Regions from separate parts of the Rattus norvegicus genome. Here region 1 is linked to region 2. A link is a contact called in public Hi-C data. All regions are on one chromosome and are shown on one strand. Each heading gives the region's core, a stretch centred on a gene start, on an enhancer-like site or on the middle of the called end of the contact. The rest is flanking DNA. Distances are from core to core; before and after follow the strand shown. Region 1 holds the start of Hras (HRas proto-oncogene, GTPase). Region 2 holds the start of Ric8a (RIC8 guanine nucleotide exchange factor A).

Region 1 (5,947 bases), core at 3,437-5,936, 360 kb after region 2:
GTCACTCCTCAAGTATCTAGTACAGACCTTGGCTAGCTAAGGGCCACACTCAAACCCACTATCTACTTCTCTAACCCTGAATGAGCCAGCCATGAAGGGTGGGCTAGCCAGGTGTGGTTAGCTGGGCAGGGTACAAGGTATTGTCCCAAGTACTAAGCCCATCCCACCCCCAACCCCCGACCCCAGGTAAGAGTTGAGGGTGCTTTCCTGGCAGGATCTCTCTTTGACTTTGAGATGTAGTAGCCTCAGCAAGACAGACCTGGGCACAGGCAGGACATGGACAACAAACGACCTTTTCCAGTGCCCAGCCCAGAGTCCATCTATGCACCCTGGAAAGTTTCCTGAAGCCTCTCTGTAAGACTTGCTGCTTCAGGCTGGGCAAAAACTGAAGTACCATCAGGCCTGTTATGGAGTAAGGGGTAAAGTGTGTTATGCTTCCATGTTAACTCTAGTTTGAGTCCCTTCCCAGGGCAGGCATGCCTAGGCCCCAGAAGCTCTGCCCCATGTTTTCCACCCTACTACTTCCAACAGGAACACTAAGCTCCTGTCTACCCTTACAATCACAGCCCAGAATGTACCCAGCCTGCTAAAACTCCCAAACAGGGACAAAGACAACTCCTAGCATAGCAGACCCTATCTCCAACCCACGTTGGGTTTATGACCAACAAGGCTCCAAAGGAGTCATTGAAGCTTCAGATGATACCTCAGGAGCCTCAAATACATGTGGACAAGGAAAGCTGAACATTTGGCTGCTGTGGAAGAGAGCAAGTGTAGGGTCCCACTGCCCAACTACTCAGTAGCAGGCTCTATATCATGTCTATTGGAGCCTCCTTACATTCCAGGTGTCCTAAAGAAAGGGAGTTCACCCAACTCCACCTGAGTCTGGAGAGGGTAAAGGGCACCCACCATGGGCCTCAGTGGCCAGGATGAGGACCAGGATAAGTGGATGGACCCTCCCATAGTCATGACTAGTGCTAGAATGAGGCACTAGCATGGCACACCCTTTGGGAGCAGTGAGCAGCTATCTGACCTGTATGTGCCTCGCAGGCCTATATAGATGACTTAGAGAACACCTGTACACCTCAGAGAAATGGTAGAAACCAGTGAGGCAGTTTCTACCCACTCAGGAAGTTGAGATTGGCAGGCTCCTAGGCACCAGTTAGACAGAGGTCTGAGGGTACACAGAAAATATCAGGTCCCTATTTCCAGAGTCCTAGGATCTCCACCACTGGTCAGAGGGCTGCAGGATGTTGGGGCAGGGCAGGTCTCACACTGTAATCCTTGGGGCTGTATTTATTTTATGGGCCCAAGAATGCAGGAGACATGTTTTCTGCTGGAGACAAGGGATGCCCCCTTACTTTCGAAGCCGTCCTCTTCCCATTAGTTAAAGGACAATAGGTCACCTTTCATATCACCTGACTATTCTTGTGTTATTTATAACTTTCTGCAGGAAACACAAGACAGTTGAGGCAGGCAGAAGAGAAGGGCTGCACAGTCCCAGGTCCCAGGCCAGCCTCCCCAGCCTCTTCTAGAAACAGGAACAAGGCAGATGATAGATCCCAGGTCCCCAGTATCTTCTGTGAGGCCACAGGCACTACACCTCCTACTTCCAGCCAGAGACAAGTCAAGACCATCAAATAATTTACTGTGATTCAACATGTGCCCTCATAGGCGCCCAAGGGAGCTGAGAGGGGCGGAGGACTTGGGTGCCAGTGGCAACAGGGATAGTTCATGACAGTCTGTTCAAATTGTCCATGCGAAGGTCTTGGTCACATCTGTCCACCATCCCTGGACTGGACTGGCTCCAGCATCGTTTCCTTCCTTCCCTCCTCTTTCCTTCCTTCCGACAGCACCTCCTCCCTGCATCCGGCACCTCCTCGTCCTGAGCCTGTGCCGGGACGGGCACAAAGGACATGACTGACTGCAGGCAGGGGGATTGGCAGAATTGGGGGAGCAGGGACATCAAAGTGGATATGAAGTTCATCTGGCTAGCTGAGGTCACTGCCCCAGATGTCTTGCTGGTCCCTGCCTCACCTGGTGTCAGGACAGCACACACTTGCAGCTCATGCAGCCAGGGCCACTCTCATCAGGCGGGTTCAGTTTCCGCAGTTTATGCTGCCGAATCTCACGTACTAGTGTGTAGAAGGCATCCTCCACACCCTGGGAACAGAGGGACTGGATCAGAGAGGACTCTGAGGAGGAAAGGGGTGCTCTGCTCTCTGGGTAAGAAACTCCCTGACTGGATCAGGTAACACCCCAATGCTGGAGGCTCCCTTCCTCAGCTGCAAAACCAAAATAAATAGGGAGCTGGGCTCTGGCCATCTAAAAAGTACAGGCCACTCTCTTTAAGCAGGTCCACTCCTGAATACCACTGAAAAGTCAGAGCCACTCTCTTTAAGTAGGTTCACTCCTAAATACCACTGAAAAATCAGAGCCACTTAACTCAGACTCTCCCAGACCCCCAGTATGTCTCAAGGTTAACAACCTAACAACACTTAAGGGCTTAAAATAGCAAATCTCCATAGGACACTGGAGACAAGAAGAACTAGGCCCCTGGGTCACCGCTCCGGCCTGGCTCAGGGCAGCTCTCTCCATGGACCCCATCCTGCCCTGGAGCTATGTCAACCCAGAACTTTAGGGCATAAGCCCAGACCCTGGCCCTTGCCTCCCTCACAGCCCTGCGGTCTGGAAGACTTACAGCATGAGGGCCGCTGGGTCACATGGGTCACATGGGTCCCGGGGGGTCCCAGAGGGTCCCGGAGCTGGAGCCAGAGCCAGAGCGGCTGCCCTGTGTTGAGGGAGAGGGGCGATGAGCTCTGCTCCCTGGCTGGGGTGGGGCATGGTGAATCCTTGACTAGCTGTGGAGAGGGGAACAAGCTCACCTGCCGGGTCTTGGCTGATGTTTCAATGTAGGGGATGCCATAGCTGCGAGCAAGGTCCTGGGCCTGCCGAGACTCAACAGTGCGAGCGGCCAGGTCACACTTGTTGCCCACCAGCACCATTGGCACATCATCTGAATCTTTCACCCGCTTGATCTGCTCCCTGGAGGGGGATGGGGTGTATATGAGCCAGCTAGCAGACTGCAGGCCTGACTGTGTCCAGGACATTCAAAAAAAGACATAAAGCCTCAGTGTGCACACAGAACCTTCCTCACATATGCCATGGGCTCACGGGCTAGCCATAGGTGGCTCACCTGTACTGATGGATGTCTTCAAAGGACTTGGTGTTGTTGATGGCAAATACACAGAGGAAGCCCTCCCCTGTGCGCATGTACTGGTCCCGCATGGCACTATACTCTTCTTGACCTGCTGTGTCTAAGATGTCCAGTAAACACGTCTCCCCATCAATGACTACCTGTTTCCGGTAGGAGTCCTGCAAAAGAACACAGCTTAAGGGTCCTACCTCTTCTTAGACAGAGAATCCACAGAGCCAGCCTACCCTTGCACCTCTCATACCCTGATGGATCAGGTAGGAATCAGACCCATACCAACTTCAAGACCTGGTTGTTTGGGACTCTAACCCATGACCACTGCCAGAGCCCACCTCTGGCAGGTAGTCAGAGCTCACCTCTATAGTGGGATCATACTCGTCCACAAAATGGTTCTGGATCAGCTGGATGGTCAGGGCACTCTTTCCCACGCCTCCAGCGCCCACCACCACAAGCTTGTATTCTGTCATCGCTTCTACAGGGGCTGCCAAACCAGGAGCTCCTGCCCCACCTGCCAATGAGAATCACACTTAGCCAGGCCCTAGCCACTTGAGACTGCTAATAGATGCCTAACCCAAGGGCTCTCTCCAGCACTGAGTAGGCAAGCAAGCCAGTGGCCCGGGTGATCACCTGTGGCACCTCCACTCGAAAAGGGAGGACCCCCACCCTCCTCCAACAGCACTTAATGGCTGTGTGAGGAAGCAGGGAGAGGCCCCCAAGGCAGGGCTGACAGCTGAGAGCTTCTCCCAACCACGCACCCAAATTAGAAGTCGCTAGGTAGGCAGAAACTCTCAACTGGAGGCGCCTGAGGGCTGAGGCCACCCCCCAAAAAACAGGTCCTGCCACGGCGGCCTTAGCGTGCCCAGGCAGGCCAATGCCAGCCTACAACCGGCTCCGGCCCGCCGGCATGTGGGTGCAACCTACAACTATTTACTGAGCGCCTACTGCATGCCAGGCGCGGTCCCGGCAGCGGGGGAAGGGTAGCTGGAGAAGGACCCTGCCCTCCACTAAGACAAACCTTCCACAAGGGGCCAGGGAGCCTTCACAGAGGGGTGGGAGGAAGCTGAGGGTGTGGGAAGCAGGTGACTGCAGGAACGCGAGGAGTAGCTGGGAGCAGAAGGCCCTGGTTGGGGCCCAACGCGGGTGTCCTTGTGGCCCCGAGGCCGGAGCGTGATGGCCGCGGGGCGCAGAGTCTCCGGAGGCCCGGGCGGCGCCTCGCTGGGAGGACGGCCACAGGCAGAGCGAGCCCGGCCGCAGAGGCGGGCAGCCGGACGCTAGGCACGTTGCTGGGCCGAGAGAAGCAAGGAAGCACCGATCACCTGCGCCCCGCACCCCACCCCGTGCCCGCACTCACCGCTTGCTGGCGCGACTGCCCCCGGGGCCGGGGCCGGGGCAGGGCGGGGGCGCGGACGGGCGCCGACTGGGCCCGCGCATGGGCTCCGTCCGCGGCGGGTGCGGCTCGGGCTGCGGGCGCCGGGCGCGGACGGCGGGGACTTGGCCGGGCCCGCGCTCGCCCCGCCCCGCTCCGCCCCGCGCCCGTCCGTCAACTCGAGGCCGCCGATGATTGGTCGAACTCCGCCCCACCGCCACCTGTTATGATTGGCTGAGCAACCCATCCGTCAGAAGCCGCTGCTAGGAGGAGCCTAGGTGGGAGGGCGGTGTCGGAACTTGGGTGCTGCAGTCAACAGTGATTCCTAGTTCTTAGGTGCAGAAAAGAGAGACCCAGACAGTGGTTACGAGCCTGGGATTCCTCCGGAGAGAAACTGGTGTACGCTCGAGTCGCGTTGAGAGAGCCTGCCAAAGAGCCTCCACCCTGAAGCCTCACCAAAGGCCCAAAGGCCCAGGAGCGGAAAGGTCATTCCGACCGGGTCCTGGAGTCGAGGACAGTCTGCACCGCGGACGCGGAATACCAGAGGAAGACAGAGTTCGCCGGAACCCCTAGCTGCCGTAGGCCGAGGTGGAGCGAAGGCTCCATCCTGGGGCAGCGTCGGCCCATTACACCGCGCTCCTCGTGCTTTGGAGAAGACCCCCTACCTCTCCCAAACTCGAGGTCCCAACACTGCAGCAGCTCATACTGCGTCCACTTGAAGAACGACCCCGAAAGTCAGAAAAGTTGGTATTGGGGCGAAATGAAATGTTCCACCCACTCAAGCAAGTAGGGTACATCTGTGTCAGACGCAAATGACATGTTTTCAACACTTTTTGAAATTTCAAAGAAACGAGTAAGCACATCCTCAGAAAACCGACAGGGTTTTTACTCAGGTGGTGCAGGCCTGAGGTTGCACGCTCACCTCGGTCGCCGCCCGGGGTGCAAGCTCGGCTTGGTCTATTCAGCTAGCAGGCTGATAACCGAGAGCTGGCCAGAAGCCTCTCATGGGCGGCTCTCTGAACCACTGTGAGTGTCTTCACTGTGTTCAGCCTTCCGCCTTCTCTCTTATTACTCTAGGGAGCCCTTCCACCGGATCTGCCGCGTGTCCCGGCAACCGTTGCTAGGGGGCGGGGTTCATCTTGCCCGAGCCCCGGATGCCCGCGGCTCACGAATATTTGGGTATTCAAATGAGCCCCGCCCCCGTTGCCATGGCGCCAGGTCCGCAACCCCACCGCGGTGATAAAAATATAAAAGCCCTCACTTGAGAGAGCGACCGCCGCGGTGGAGGGGCCCAGGGCTGCGCCCCAAGTCTTGGGCACCCTAGCCCACCCCTCAGGTGAGAGCCTGGCACCACCTCTTCATATCCTTTG
Region 2 (5,841 bases), core at 668-3,167:
GACCACCTACACACCAGACAGGAAGCATGGGTCATGGGAGTACTTGTGTGCAATGCCCAGGCAGAGACAGGGAACCAGCAGGTCAATCTACACTACCCTGTTGTATACTGTTCCTGGACCAAAATGAATATTGCCTTAGCTGAAATCACCATCTGAGAGTATGGGACAGGTCTCAATCTGGTAGGGATTATAGGGAAAACAGAACAGAACAACAAAGCAGGTGACAGGAAGGCTGTGTGGGGATGACTTAGGAATCAAGTCCAAGGTAAGTGTAAGAAAGGCCTTTTACTGTAGAAACTACCAATCCCTACTGCTACAACCCACACAGGATCTCTAGAAGCCCCAGAGCACTCTCCTGTGGAAACCTTACTCCGACGGACAGAGACTAGACATGAAGAATTTCTGTCACGGTATGTAGTTGAGAATCACCTGCCTAAGTGTGACTGGCACTGGTCTGAAGCATAAAAATCCAGCCTCGATATGACCCACCTAAGGGGAAAGCCAGCAGCACCAGCAAACAGGGGCGACCAGACTCTAAAAGACAGACGGCTGTGTCCTACCAACCACTACATAGTTAGTATAGTAGAAGCCTCAGTATCACAACTGTCAGACTGAACACAGGCACGGGGGCGGAGGGTGTGTGTGAAACGAGGCACTTGAGCCCTGTAAGTCCCTGCTTGGACCTTCTGCTTCCAGCCCTTGGCATCAACCATACACACAAACTGATGTCATGCCGGCTTGGGTTCCAAGGCAGTGCCAGTTGAAATCTGGCCCTGTTTTTCCTGGAATACGTAAGCGCCATCCCACGCAGATCCCTCCACCGAGGAAAAATTGATGGCTCGTACTCCAGACTTAGACCTTGCCTCCTATCCCAACTACCTTCAGGTGCGCTCACCTCGAGTCCAATCTGCCATCGCGCCTTCCGAGGTCCCACTCGGGGAGTAGGCAACACAGCGACGGACGTGGCACCACTACCTGGGTCTTCCGGTTCCGCCTCAGGTCTAATAACTTCCGGGAGAAGAGTCTGAAGCGGAAGAAACAGACTTGTAGTTCTACACTGGAATGTAAATAAGGGAAGGGCGGGCCGCCAGCATTCGGGCCTACGGATTGGTCAGCAGTATTAGTCCCGCGCTGTGGGTATTACCCGGAGCAGGAGCTCAGACCCCAACCTGGAGCCGAGGGTCGGGTACCTCGGGCGCTGCAAAGTCCCCAAGTGAGAACGACAGGATGGGGAGGACGAGCAGAAGCGAAAGAGACTGGCAAAGGACCTGACACTGAGTAGAGGCAAGCGCCGGTTAGCACAGCGGGCGGCATTATCCTCTGGAACATTGCTTGTGTCACCGTGGGGTGCACCGACTCTGCCTTAAGCTAAGTGGCATGCAGACCTGGCTCCCCACTATACAACGTTCCTACGCTTCTAACCCCAGACACGCCGCGGCTAGCCGCCCCTCCGTTGCTCCTCCCGCGGGAGTCGCTTTTCCACCGGTGTTCTTCACTTCCTTCTCTCCGATCCTTCCTCATACACTCTGCAATTGCCCTTTTCTTTTGATAACCACATTATTTTGGTGGTTTGGTTTTTTGATTGTTTTTAGATAGGTCTGCCCGTTTCTGCCTCTCGAGTGCTGAAATTTAAAAAAGCGTGCGTTACTATGCCCGGCTAACCACGTACATTATTTTGACCATCCAAGTCGTACTTCTCTTTCCTTATTTCCCGTGGAAGATGAGCATCAGGAAGATGACCGCGAGAATCGTCTTCCCCAACTGACTAAGCGGCCAGGAGCCGGCGCTCCCTCTTTTATCACAGTACGGGAACAAGAGTGTAAGGAGAAAGGTTTACGCGCCGGCCAAGCCACACCCCACTCCCCACCCCCGCCCGCCAGGAAGTCGGGCTAGAGAGAAGGGCTCAAAAGGAGGATACTGCTTAGTTAGCTAGCATCGCTGCTCCAAGACAAGCCGCTCAGCGGCCACAGCCGGGTTGCTCCACCTTAAGCCGGAGGCCAGCCCCGCGCCTGTACACACCCTAGGCTCGGCTGTTCTCCCAGCATTCCTCACGCGTGGACGCTGGGCTTCCGGACCTGGGCGGAGTCCCCGGGTTTGGCCGATTGCGTCTTCCCAGCCCAAGTCTTCTAGCACCCCGTGCCAGGGGCCATGGAGCCCCGGGCAGTTGCGGATGCCTTGGAGACGGGAGAGGAAGATGCGGTGACAGAAGCTCTGCGGTCGTTTAACCGAGAGGTGAGAGGCATCCAGCTGCCGAGGAAATTGCAGGAAGTGAGGAAGCAGCCGGTTGCTCGCCACTCGGCTGGGGTGTGCGTGCGAGTGTGGCAGGGAGCAGGGCGGTGGGTGGTGGGCTGGGCCACGGCGGTGCCTCTGTGGTAGTCAGGTGTATGGGTGGCGAGGGTGGGCCTTGCTTTACGTACACAGCGATGGCTGCTGCTTCAGAGGTAGAAGCAGACCTGCTGCTTCTCGAGGAGCACAGGTCCTACCTGCGTGTGGAACTGAGCTTCCTGGGTCTCCCTGCAGCATTCCCAGAGCTTCACCTTCGATGATGCACAGCAGGAGGACAGGAAGGTAGGTGTCAGCCCAAGGGGGTTCCTAGGGCAAGCACGGGCTGCCCCAAGAAGAGGGCCTAGTGGAACCATTTTTGTCCCTTCCCACAGAGACTCGCAAAGCTGCTGGTCTCCGTACTGGAGCAGGGCTTGTCACCAAAACACCGTGTCACCTGGCTGCAGACTATCCGAATCCTATCCCGAGACCGCAGCTGCCTGGACTCATTTGCTAGCCGCCAGAGTTTACACGCACTAGCCTGCTATGCCGACATTGCCATCTCAGAGGAGCCCATCCCACAGCCCCCAGACATGGATGTCCTCCTCGAGTCTCTCAAATGCCTGTGTAATCTTGTGCTCAGCAGTCCTACAGCACAGATGCTAGCAGCAGAGGCTCGACTGGTGGTGAGGCTAGCGGAACGTGTGGGACTGTACCGCAAAAGGAGCTATCCCCACGAAGTCCAGTTCTTTGACTTAAGGCTCCTTTTCCTGCTAACAGCCCTTCGCACTGATGTGCGCCAGCAGCTGTTTCAGGAGCTGCATGGCGTGCGCCTGCTGACCGATGCGCTGGAACTGACATTGGGTGTGGCCCCCAAAGAAAACCCTCTGGTGATACTTCCAGCCCAAGAGACAGAGCGGGCCATGGAAATCCTCAAAGTGCTCTTTAACATCACCTACGACTCTGTTAAGAGGGAGGTTGATGAGGTAGGTTGTAGTCTGAAGTCAATGGGTGGGACTCAGCTCAGCTGGGGCATTTTGTGGGTTTGCTTCCCTGTGTGCCTCAAGTTGCAGGGTGTCGGATATGGCAAGGACTAGAGGACAATCTAGGCAGGAACTCAAGGTTTCTGAGCTGTGTTGTGCATGGGGCTGGGGACGGGTATTCTCCATAATGCTTCAGGTGACCAAGTGTGCTGTGGACAGGGCCTAGTGATCACCATGTGGCCTTGGGTCATAAGAATAGGGTCTTATTCTCACGGGAGCCCCTTTCCGTCTTTGGCTAGGAGGACGCTGCCCTTTACCGGTACCTGGGGACCCTTCTGCGGCACTGTGTGATGGCTGATGCTGCTGGAGACCGCACAGAGGAGTTCCATGGGTGAGGAGCAGGACTTACTATGTTGGGGATGGCAGGAGTTGCCTAGGTATGGGTACAGAAGTCCTTAACCCTAGCTGTGACTCAAGCACCTGGGAGCCCGGGCCCCACCTTTGAGTGTGACATCATGGGGAACGGGATCCCGGTGTGTTTTCAGAGAGCCTAGGGAACTCAGGGTATGACTAAGAAGAGTTTTGAACTTAGAGACAGGGCCTTAGGTGGAGGCCGCATGGTCTCTTGCTGGTGCCTCAGCCAGTCTCTCGAAACTGAGAGATTGCTTGGCATCTCAGCTCAGACAGAATGGTGCAGATAGAGTCTACAGTGTTTCCCCACCAAACTCGAGTTGGGGTACCAACTGCCCTTGCCTCAGTGCTATCCTTCGGGCCCACATATCATGTGTACCCCAGGAGAAGGGCCAGGGATTGTATCTGTGCTAAATATGGTTACTGTGTCAAGGCCTCTGTCTGTCCCCAGCCACACCGTGAATCTCCTGGGGAACCTGCCCCTCAAATGTTTGGATGTCCTTCTCGCTCTGGAGCTACACGAAGGATCCTTAGAGTTTATGGGAGTTAATATGGATGTGATCAATGCCCTCCTTGCCTTCCTAGAGAAGCGTCTGCACCAGGTAGGAGGGGGACCTGCTATGTGGATGCCCAGGGGCTTGGGTACCAGTTATGGCTACTGTTTCTGCACCATTGGTACTGGCAAGTAGAGCTCAGCTTGATGGTATATCCAGGACAGGTCTTCTGATTCTCCGTGGTATAGCTAGATGGTGGCCGCTCAGTCAGGTCCTCTCAGAAGCTTGCGGACACACCATGTGTGTGAACCCTGCTGCTGCTGATTACCAAAGAAAAACAAGCCTCTCAGGGTCTACTAAGGTGACAGTTACCTTTTAGGTCTCTGTGGTCCTGTTAAGTGGTTCTCAGAAGCCTTTGGTTCTTGCTTGTGACCCTCAGCCTCCAACTGTTTCTATATATAGGCAGCCAGAGGTGACATCAGTTTTGTCCCTCTGCATTTTTTATTTTTTATGTTTTTTTTTTTTTTTTTTGAGACAGTAGCCCTGGCTGTCCTACAACTCACTCTGTAGACCAGGCTGGCCTCAGACTCACAGAGATCTGTCTGCCTCTGCCCCGAGTGTTAGAATTAAAAATGTGCACCGACGTCACCGTCATCCCCCAGCTGTCCTCTGCATCTTAAAGAGGCATAACCCAGTTTCTTGACTCCTATGGGTTTCCATGGGACATACAGAGAGCGGGTGGTCTAGCCTATCCTTGTGGAGCCCCCACAGCTGAAAGCCCTAGATTGAGATTCACTCCATCTGAGGAGCCATGTTGCTAAGCTTAGTGAGTTCGATCAGCTGCCTGCTCCTCTTGCTGCAGCTGCTGGCATTAGGCAGAGAAGGGATAGGTGCACTGTTTGCTGTCCGGGAGGCACTTTGAATAGGAAATCTGCTATTTGTTGTTTCCTGAGGGCAGGGTGTACCTCAGGTGTGCGGACAGCTTCAAATTCCGTTTGTTTTGTTCCTGGCCCTGGTTCATACTTGTAACAGTTGGTTTTGAAGAAGCAAGTTGTTGGCCCCCAAGTCACAAAGTTTCAGTCACTTCCAGAAGTAGGTCTGGTTTCCATCACTCTCTCTTCTTAGACCCCGTGCAGGCAAGGGTGAACTTGAACTTCTGATTTTTCCTGTCTCCCAAGTGCTGGAGTTACAGGCTGGTACCCCCATGACTGGCTTAATGTTTCCATACCTTCTTAAACTAATAAACGCCCAGCACTGTCTTTGGCCCTTAGCTAACTTTCTACAGCATGGCCTCTTTATAAGCGATTGTCAGAACCTCTGGTGAAGGGTGCAGTGTAGCCCCATCTCGCCTGGGGAGCATATGACAGTAACAGAAGCCCTTCTGCAGACCCACAGGCTGAAGGAGTGTGTGGCACCGGTGCTGAGCGTGTTGACAGAATGTGCCCGCATGCACCGTCCTGCCAGGAAGTTCCTGAAGGCCCAGGTACTTGAAAAATGAGACGGATCTGGGGGACCTGGGGATCCTTTATATAGGGCTCTGGCTGCTCCAAGCCAACACTTAGAGACAGCTGCCTCCCTAGGTCCTGCCCCCTCTGAGGGATGTGAGGACTCGGCCTGAGGTGGGGGACCTGCTCCGAAACAAGCTTGTCCGCCTCATGACACACCTGGATACAGATGTGAAGAGAGTAGCT

The links. A called contact is a pair of places that touch in the nucleus more often than the background predicts.
Region 1: a Hi-C map of mammary epithelial cells shows a contact between it and region 2, with 2.8 times the contacts expected there. The contact joins the promoter of Hras here to the promoter of Ric8a in region 2. A contact is called at or near these places in 6 of 12 Hi-C or Micro-C datasets (the A7r5 cell line, the Rat2 cell line, Schwann cells and 3 more).

What each region holds. Positions count from the first base shown.
Region 1 is chr1:205,724,568-205,730,514 of GRCr8, forward strand. It overlaps Hras (HRas proto-oncogene, GTPase), which reads right to left and starts at 4,687. Exons shown (of 5, transcript NM_001098241.1): 1 at 4,563-4,687; 2 at 3,568-3,719; 3 at 3,194-3,372; 4 at 2,883-3,042; 5 at 1,405-2,160. The coding sequence starts at 3,678. The coding sequence ends at 2,041. It overlaps Lrrc56 (leucine rich repeat containing 56), which reads left to right and starts at 5,831. Exons shown (of 13, transcript NM_001024902.1): 1 at 5,831-5,913.
Region 2 is chr1:205,362,879-205,368,719 of GRCr8, forward strand. It overlaps Ric8a (RIC8 guanine nucleotide exchange factor A), which reads left to right and starts at 1,918. Exons shown (of 10, transcript NM_001100520.1): 1 at 1,918-2,232; 2 at 2,521-2,568; 3 at 2,658-3,248; 4 at 3,545-3,636; 5 at 4,108-4,258; 6 at 5,538-5,633; 7 at 5,731-5,841. The coding sequence starts at 2,149. Bet1l (Bet1 golgi vesicular membrane trafficking protein-like) reads right to left here and starts at 1,828. Exons shown (of 5, transcript NM_019368.4): 1 at 1,670-1,828; 2 at 896-1,024. The coding sequence starts at 914.